Linked DNA regions of Mus musculus: region 2 is linked to region 1. Evidence: chromatin contacts called from public HiChIP or PLAC-seq data. All regions are on one chromosome and are shown on one strand. The core of a region is the stretch at or near the end of the contact, and the rest is flanking DNA. Distances in the headings are between cores, read along the strand shown. Region 1 holds the start of Adora2b (adenosine A2b receptor). Region 2 holds the start of Zfp286 (zinc finger protein 286).

Region 1 (4,372 bases), core at 206-2,705:
GTGGCAGAGGCAGGCAGATTTCTGAGTTCGAGGCCAGCCTGGTTTACAAAGCGAGTTCCAGGACAGCCAGAGCTATACAGAGAAACCCTGTCTAGAAAAAAACAAAAACAAAAACAAAAACAAAACAAAACACCCCCCAAAAAAAACACCAAAAATCCAAAAAAACAAAAAACAAAAAAACCAAACAAATAAACAAAAAAAAAAAAAAAAAAAAAAACCAAACCCTTAAAATACCCAGATAGAACATGTACTCTGTGTGCTTTGGTGATTTTGTCTATGCTATGAGTGGGCTCGTGGGGGATTTGCTGTTAATATTACAGCTAACCCTGAAATGTACTTTATATATATCATACAGCCATGCAGAAAGTGTAATTCAACGCACTTTTCCCCTCCCCCACGCCCATACTCATACTCAGAGAGAGCTAATCCAGCCACAACATTAAAAAAAAAAAAAAAAAAAATCAGCCCGGCGTGGTGGCGCACGCCTTTAATCCCACCACTTGGGAGACAGAAGCAGGCAGATTTCTGAGTTCGAGGCCAGCCTGGTCTACAAAGTGAGTTCCAGGACAGCCAAGGCTACACGGAGAAACCCTGTCTCGAAAAACCAAAAAAAAAACCCCAAGAAAAAACCCGTTATTCTTCAAAGAAGCTGTTTAGAGGTCACCCGTGTTTTAGTTCAGCTTAATCTTTTTTTTTTCAGTCATCTTTGTTGTGTTGACAAACTCCTTAACCATCCTGGCTGGTGACTACAGGTAGCAGCTTCCGCGGGGCAGAAGCTGTGTTCTAGAAGGATTAAGGACTCCAAACGCCAAGGAGCAGCCAGGGCTCGCTAGGAGAGAAGTGTGGAGTTGAAGGCGGTGGAGGGCGCTGGGGGCTTCTTACAGGTGGCAGGAAGGACAGATCACCCACAGGTGTGGGCGCTCAGCACCCTTCTTGGAGTGGATGAAGGCGGCAGTGTCTGGGAAGAGGCGGCGCCGCAAGTGAGCGGAAGCCGGTCTTGGATAAGTGGGCTGGAGAGCGCAGGGCTGAGCCGGCGAGCACCCTGGCGGGGCAGCGGAGACCACGGGATCGGGTGGATTAGGGGCCGCGCGGAGAATGCAGCACTGAGAGGAAGCCCGGGCCCGGACCTGGGGTGCAGCTCCGGTGCTGGGGAGTATGGACACCTTGCAGGGGCGTCAGTTCAGAGTGTGCAGATCGGGCGCGGGACAGGGTGAAGTCTGGGACTTCGCGCTCGGGCGGGAAGTGGTGAAGCTTCGAGGTGTCTTTCCTGAATGTGTCCCTCTCCCGCCCGAGGGAAATTCGGGAACCCATCCTTCCCCGAGCTCAGGAGCAGCTGGAGCAAGGACCCTAGGCAGGGGGCGGGGCCAAGACCGGCTCCTGGCAGCCGGCCAATGGGCGCCGCCCCCGTAAGGCCACGCCCCCGCCCCCGTCCGGAGCGCACTGGCTGGGCGGCGCAGACCCAGCTTGGGACGCGCGGTCTCAGCGCTGTGGCCATGCCTGGCGGCACCCTAGCAGCTGTCCTGAGCCCGACACTACCCCAGTAGAGGACTCCCCGGGCCCGGCTGGCCCGGCCATGCAGCTAGAGACGCAAGACGCGCTGTACGTGGCGCTGGAGCTGGTTATCGCTGCGCTGGCGGTGGCGGGCAACGTGCTGGTGTGCGCCGCGGTGGGAGCCTCGAGTGCATTACAGACCCCCACCAACTACTTTCTGGTATCCCTGGCGACGGCAGACGTGGCCGTGGGACTCTTCGCCATCCCCTTTGCCATCACCATCAGCTTGGGCTTCTGCACGGACTTCCACGGCTGCCTCTTCCTCGCCTGCTTCGTGCTGGTGCTCACACAGAGCTCCATCTTTAGCCTCTTGGCGGTGGCTGTCGACCGATATCTGGCCATTCGCGTCCCGCTCAGGTGAGACGAATCTTTCTTGCCTTGGCCGGGTTAAAGTTCTAAAGAGGGGCGCCCTCTCCAGGCCCACGGTTTTACTTTCTGGACTCCCAGATGGGCCAGATTAGGAGCACGCTGGGCACTGGAGTGGAGGACGCACTTTCTCCAGCACGCTTGTTCTGCCGGCTATCAAGACTCTCCTGGGTTGACAGAACAGGCCACTGACTGGGTCCCCTTTTGGAGTCAGGGATGCTCTAATTGCCCCTAGTTTAGGGAATCTGCATAAGAACACCCTTAGGGGCGTTGAGAAGTGCTCGTCCGACGAGTTACCTGCCAAGGAAGGGCTCAGGAAGCTCTAGATTCCTTAAGTTTTGTGGACGTTCCCGGCCCTCTGGAGAGACAGAGCTGCTGCCCGGAGTCGGGCATGCAGATCAAAGCTGCTGCCAGATGCAGTCCTGTGCGGAAAGGGCGCGGAGAAGCTTCAGCTAAGAACGAGGCAACTTTAGACGCTGGAATTGGTACTTTTAGAAGGGTCATAGGGTCTAACGACACAGCTTTAAAATGTGCCTACTTCGAAATGAGGCAGCCAGGCTCAACTCTGATGGGAAACTCTAGGAACATTGGTCCCTACTAGCTTCGCGGTGGCTCAAAGTATTCCCAGACATTTTAAAGAGCTACTGTGCTTACTGGTTCAGTGAACACTGACAAGACAGTCTTAGAGCCTCTAGCCCATTGTGTAACCTTATTTGTATACTGCTGCAGTGCCCAGGAGCCTGAAGAGGCCCAGAAAACTGGTGAGGGCTCCCTGTTCGCTGGCTCTCAGAGTATACCTAAATCACTTTCTCCTTATTCCATGATGGGAAAACAGGATCCAGGGCAGGGAGTCAGTCAGTTGGGGAAGTGGCTTCCACTTGTAGCTAATAAATTTAAAGTTGAGTTTGCTGCTCCTTGGTAGTGCCTGGGCCCTTTAGCATTTCTGAAGTGAGCTTTGGATCTCTTTAGAGTTGGAGCTGAGTTGAGGAAACTGAGTCACAAGAGTAGGAAGAGAAAGGCAAGAACTCCGTGGGCTCTGACCGTGTGCCTGGCAACTCTAATTAAATGTACATTCTTTAAACCTCGAAGCGTCCAGAGGACAGACACTGTCACCTGCATACTGTAGATGAGGTTGTGGTTCCGGATGCTGTGTCCGGCAGAGTGGCACTGTGTCCTCAGCCGTCCACCTGTCGTCTCACAGGGCTGTGTGTGAGATACCAGTGTTTGAGAGATGTGAAAAGGGATCCCCTTGCTGTTTCTAGAAGAGGATCCTGATGGTAGTAAGCTGGCGTTTATAGGAGAAATGTGTCTAGGGAATTGATTGGCAAAAAGCTCCTACAAGCTCTTGTAATAGGCAGGTGTGAAGAGCCTGGTCCCTGTGGCTTGTGGCTTGAGTCCCAGATGGTACAGGAAGCCCCTGCTTGTGTGTGGGTGGGTTGCTCCACATCCCCTGCCTGTGGCATCTGACCAGGAGGCTTCACACATATCCCATCAGGTGTGCTACAGCCCAGGGATTTCAGAGCCTGCGGCTGCATAGAATTCCATTTCCTTCGTTCTTGTGGTTCTGCACTTGTCTGTTGCCCGCTCACTGGTGCTTGGTGGCCGTTTGAACTCTTTCCATAGAGCAATCACATGCCCCCCGCCCCTTGAGTTGCCCCATCTAGGGGAAGCCCTTTGGGCTTGCCCCTGGAAGAGCCCCAGATACACAGAGGCCTAATACCCAGGACCGGCTCCAAGTAGCTCTTGTGTCACGTGACTCGAGCAGGAAGTTCCATAAATGTTTAAATCTGTTAGTTCTTGTCCTGGGGTTTGCTGGGCGGGTCTTGAAGAAAGTGGGTGTGGGTGTCTTAAGGGGAAACAGATGTGAATCACTGGCTCTTTACTTCTCCTTTGCGTTTGCTAAGGGTGAGGGGCCAGTCGGAGGTGAAGGGAAGGAAAACAGCATGGAGCCCAGTGTGCCTGTTCCCACCCCCGGGCCTGCGCTCGGGGGTCTGAAGTGTGCACAGCAATCCTCCCCTTCCACACCCAGGCATGTATGAGTGTCTATCCTGTCCACACCACTGTGGTAGATTGAGAAGCGTACTGGGTTCTTATCCTTTCTCGAGCCCTCCTGGGAGATGGTGTGTGTCCTGGGCCTCGTGCCCTCAGCAATTCAAAGCCCAATCCAGGGGCAACGGGCTAAAATGTAGATTGCTTTGAGATGAATTCTGTGGCTGTAGTTCCAGCTACTGAGGAAGGCTGAAGCCAGGGGCTTGATTGCTCAAGCCCAAGAGTTCAAGGTTAATTTGGGCAAGCAAGACCCTTCTCTTAAAAAAAAAATGCAGATTACAGGGCACATTTGAGTTCCCTGGATCAGAGCCTGGGGTAGAGTATATATAGGCTTCCAGCATTAATATCTAACCTGGGTCTGTTACATCAAGCTGAGAACCCTCCAACTGTCAGGAAGGTTTTGAAA
Region 2 (4,387 bases), core at 13-2,512, 540 kb after region 1:
TAGGCTTGAATTTAGTTGCTCTACTCATGACGTATCCCCTCAAACTCTCTGGTCTACAAACTAGAATAAGTAAATTTCCACTATAATCTACCTAAAGTAGACTCAGTGTTTTGTTTTGTTTTGTTTTGTTTTTTTAAAATCCCTTTAAAGCTTCCTTAAGGCGGAGATTGCTAGATCTCACCTCCAAATTCTGATTGGTTGAGTTTGAGGTGACATCTAGCAACCTGAAAAGGACCCCTGGAGGGAATTTTGGCATAGTAAGTCACCGAGGGGAGTTTAAGATACACAGGTCTCCTAGTGCTGAAGCCAGCCCCTACCTTCCGTGCCTGTGAAGCAGGTCGTGAGCGATCTGTGTTGAAACAGCACACACGTTAACTATGGATAAAGTGGGATAACGTATGGAAAAATATTTTTTTGTCAACTACAAAGTTGAATTCTTGGATCCACGATGGAAACCAGGATGGGGCAATAATTTGGAAGAACTTGTGACTACATTGTGACAATGTCCGCACTGGTGGGACCATTGTGCAGCACACTTAAGTGGAATGGGGACTGACCCATAGTAAGCCCTGCAACGTCTCAGAGCTCACCTATCCTCAAGATAGCGTTGACAAGTCGCCATCTTTTCCCAAGAACCACTTAACCCACGACAACGGTGGGTTTCCCCTTCAAAAGGAAGATTTCCACTCTCCCATGATGCACACCAACCCCTGGGCAATTCTACCTCTTTTCTGAGGCACTTCGGCCAAACCCGTCTCCATGATCACCACCTCTTCCATGCCCCTAAGGTCCTGCTCTTCTCGCGCAGTCAGCAGTCCACGGAGCCTCGAAGGACTTCTTCCCTCTTGGGCTCTGTAGAGAGTGTCGCTCAGATCACGTGGGACCTGGAAACCAGGGAAAGCATCCTGAATCTGAGTCCTCACCTGTCTGTTTCTGGCTCCTGGAGCTGTCCCCTAGGGGACTGAGTGCCTGAGAGGTAGAGGGCACAGACAACCCCTCCAGCTCCGTCCAGCTCTCCAGTATGCACCGGGGTCCTAGATGGCCCGTGGGGCGGGGAGGGAAGGGGACGAAGCTCAAGAACTACAAACTCCAGTCCTCCCTGGCAGAGAGCAACTACTGGACCACCGCCGAGGTAAAGCGAGGACCGCAGCATCCTACCAAGAAACTCACCTCCCATCCCAGGCCTGACAAAGGCTACGAACTTCTCCGCTTAGCTCTGAGTCGCGCATGCGTGACATTTTGCTGGGCAAATCCAGGAACTACAACTCCCAGAAGCACCTGCGCGCTGCCCGACCCCCTGTTTCTTGGCAGGTTGGGACCACGAGTGGCTCAGCGGCACAGCGGGATCTCTCCCTCTCGCGAGAGAAAAAGGTGCATCGTGCGTGGAATCCCGCAGTAACGGAAGGTTGGGACGTGGGAGACAAAGTCTCTCTCTCTCTGCACCTTTGTTTGCACAATTACATCTATGTAGCTTCAGCCCAAATTTCTTTACTGTTGGCATGTGTATATGGCTTTTAGCCATGGTTTGGCCTTCCCTAAAACCATCCTTTGACTTCAAACTATATGAAAGCTGTAGTTTTAGAGCAGGATCCATGTAGTACTCTCATCTATCCCAATGGACTTGTATTTCATCTATTTTGCAATCGTAAAAACGTATATGAGCAGAGCTGACAATATTGAGCCAGTTTCCACACACTTGAGCAGTAAGTTCTTTGCAAGGAAAAAAAAAGTTCATTTGTCGAAAAAGTTGGACTCTCAAGGGCCTGTGGTTAAGTTAAACCTACTTTAAAGTCACTTTTGCCAAACAGCCCCATCTCAGTGCGTGCATTTACTCTAGTGCACCATTTGCATATGCCAAAACCAGAATACACTCAACTTTTGATTCTCACCATCTAATCACCAGATCCTGTTCATTTCTCAGTTTCTACTCTGCTCTGGACCCTCTTCCACGGCTGTCATTGATCCTACACTCCCTGTCTCGTCCACCGCTTCTCCCTCTGTGACCATCATAATCTCTCCATATGAAGACATCCCATTTCCTCTACTTCCTTCATCCCCACTGGGTTCCTACTGGAGGTCCCATTGTGCTCCAGACTCATTAGATCCATTGGGAGAAAGAGACTCAGAGGGAGGCAATGGTCCTTGGTAATCTATGTCTTCTTTTCCCACTTCAGATCTGTACAGCTGCAAAACCTCCAATTCCTTTTCTCTGAAAAACTTCAAACTCTGACTTTTCCTCTAGAATCTGTCTGCTGTTCCTTTGGTCTCACTTGGGATGATTGTCAACAACTCCTTACAACTCTGTTTACTTCAGTGTAACATGAACAAGGAAAGTATTAGGGCAAAGAAGGCTGTTTGTCCTTGGCTGCTGGTACAGGTGGAAGTGGAGAAGCTTCAAATTTTTGAAGAAGCCTTCCCATGCAAATGTGCTGAGTGGGACCCTGATAAATTCACCAGCTCTCAAGACTTAGGCCCTTTTCACAGCTATTTATGTCTGGGATTTGGGGTTCAGTTTGAAAACCCACTAACTTGTCTAAGACCACTGTAGTTATCTGGGGACTGGAGGAATCTCCTGGGGTGCTACTCAAGTGATTACAGGAAAGTTTCCAAATTTGCATGCCTTTTGGCCACTCCCTCCAGAGAATATTAAATTTGGCCTTTTCTTAATTAGTAATTGATGAGGGAAGGCCTAGCCCATTGTGGATGGTCCCATCCCTGGGCTGGTGGTTCTGGGTTCTACAAGGAAACAGGCTGAGCAAGCCAATAGACATCACCCCTCCATGGCCTCTGCATAAGCTCCTGCCTCTAGGTTCCTGCCTTTTTGGAGTTCCAGTCTTGATTTCCTTTGATGATCAACAGTGATATGGAAATATAAGCCAAAATAAACAAACAAACCCTTTTCTCCCCAACTTGCTTGTTGGTCCTCATGTTTTGTCACAGCAGTAGAAACTCTAAGACAGCGGGTCACATGTGGTTTATGTAATAATGATGAATTACTTAGGCCTAGCCCTCTTCCATCTCAACATTTTTTTGCAGTCTCTTGATGTTTACTCTCTTTAAACCTTGTGTGCATGTATGTGTGTATGAGCATGTCTGAGCATGGCATGTGTGTGCATATATGTGCGTGTGTGCATAGATATGCACGTGTGTGTGTGTATCTGCGCATGCATGTGCATGTTAGGAAGCTATAGGAAATCTCTGGAAAATGTACATAATTCAAGGTAACAGGAGAACATAATATAATTGACTTAGGTGGCAACCTTAGGACTAATTAAGGTGAGTTTTGGGGGGACTATGGCAGCAGGAGAGAAGAGACAATTTCTAAAGCATGCCCTCAGTTGTGGTAAAGTTAACATAAGGGAGGAGGGGCTGGATATTAAAATCCAGGGAAATCTGCAGTGGGTCAGAGGGTACAAACAATCACCACGCCTATATCCCATCTGTTCATTCACCATCTGGAATCTCCCCAGCACCTGATAGGCTCATCATGTTAAAATTACCTGATCAATACCTATGTTCTCCAATAGGCTATAGATTTCAAAAGAGTACATGTATATATTTTGTCATTTAATTTTAACATGTAACAGTGCCGGTCATAAAGGACCTTTTGACTGCCTTATTTTTGTGACTAATCATATTGAAAGCACAGTTATCTCTTCCCCATGCCAGTGGCTTCTTTCCAGCACAGAGAACATTTTTTACTTCTTTCTCCACAGACCTGGAGACTAGAGAGTCAAAACCAAAGAAGGTTCTGTCTTGTCTGGAAAAATATCCTATGAAAGTATAGATATGGAGAAAGAGACAAAGGCTGATGCAGGGACCCCCAGTGTCACAGAGGCCATGGGGCATGATGGCCATTCAGAAACCAAACAAGGAACCTAAGAGACTCAGGAAATACTTGTTTGTAAGACAGACCTTCTGTAGCAGACAGTAAGCCACACATCCCCTATCTGGCAGACATGTTGGTATGAAGTCTGTCTCTGTCCTACAAGCAAGCTGTATTAAAGAAGATAAAGATAATACAAATGAAAAATTATTCACTGTAATGAATGTGGTAAACTATTCAACAACTCTTCAGTTCGTGCTCAATATTAGGAACTGAGACACAGTTTGGTAGCAAAATTACAGTTATGAAATATCAACGAAATCAATTTATGGCTGGGGTTCCTAAGATCACCAGAAATATGTATTCTCTGATGGTCAGGACCCACAGGTTGAGAACACCTCCCCTCCCCGCTCTAGTCCATTTTAGGGGAAAAAATTGGAATGCGATCATGGGAAGGTCTTAATGGGCAATCCACTCAGCATCAGAAAACAGGCATTAGAGAGAAGTCCTGTCAACGTGGAAGGGAGTCATACTTCACCAAATATAAAAATATTCACAACA

What was found. HiChIP or PLAC-seq counts read pairs in DNA pulled down with a chosen protein or histone mark.
Region 2: an H3K4me3 HiChIP or PLAC-seq map of bone marrow-derived macrophages shows a contact between it and region 1, with 5 times the contacts expected there. The contact joins the promoter of Zfp286 here to the promoter of Adora2b in region 1.

What each region holds. Positions count from the first base shown.
Region 1 is chr11:62,247,529-62,251,900 of GRCm38.p6, forward strand. It overlaps Adora2b (adenosine A2b receptor), which reads left to right and starts at 1,456. Exons shown (of 2, transcript NM_007413.4): 1 at 1,456-1,908. The coding sequence starts at 1,574.
Region 2 is chr11:62,788,206-62,792,592 of GRCm38.p6, forward strand. Zfp286 (zinc finger protein 286) reads right to left here and starts at 1,263. Exons shown (of 6, transcript NM_138949.4): 1 at 1,171-1,263; 2 at 725-884. The coding sequence starts at 779.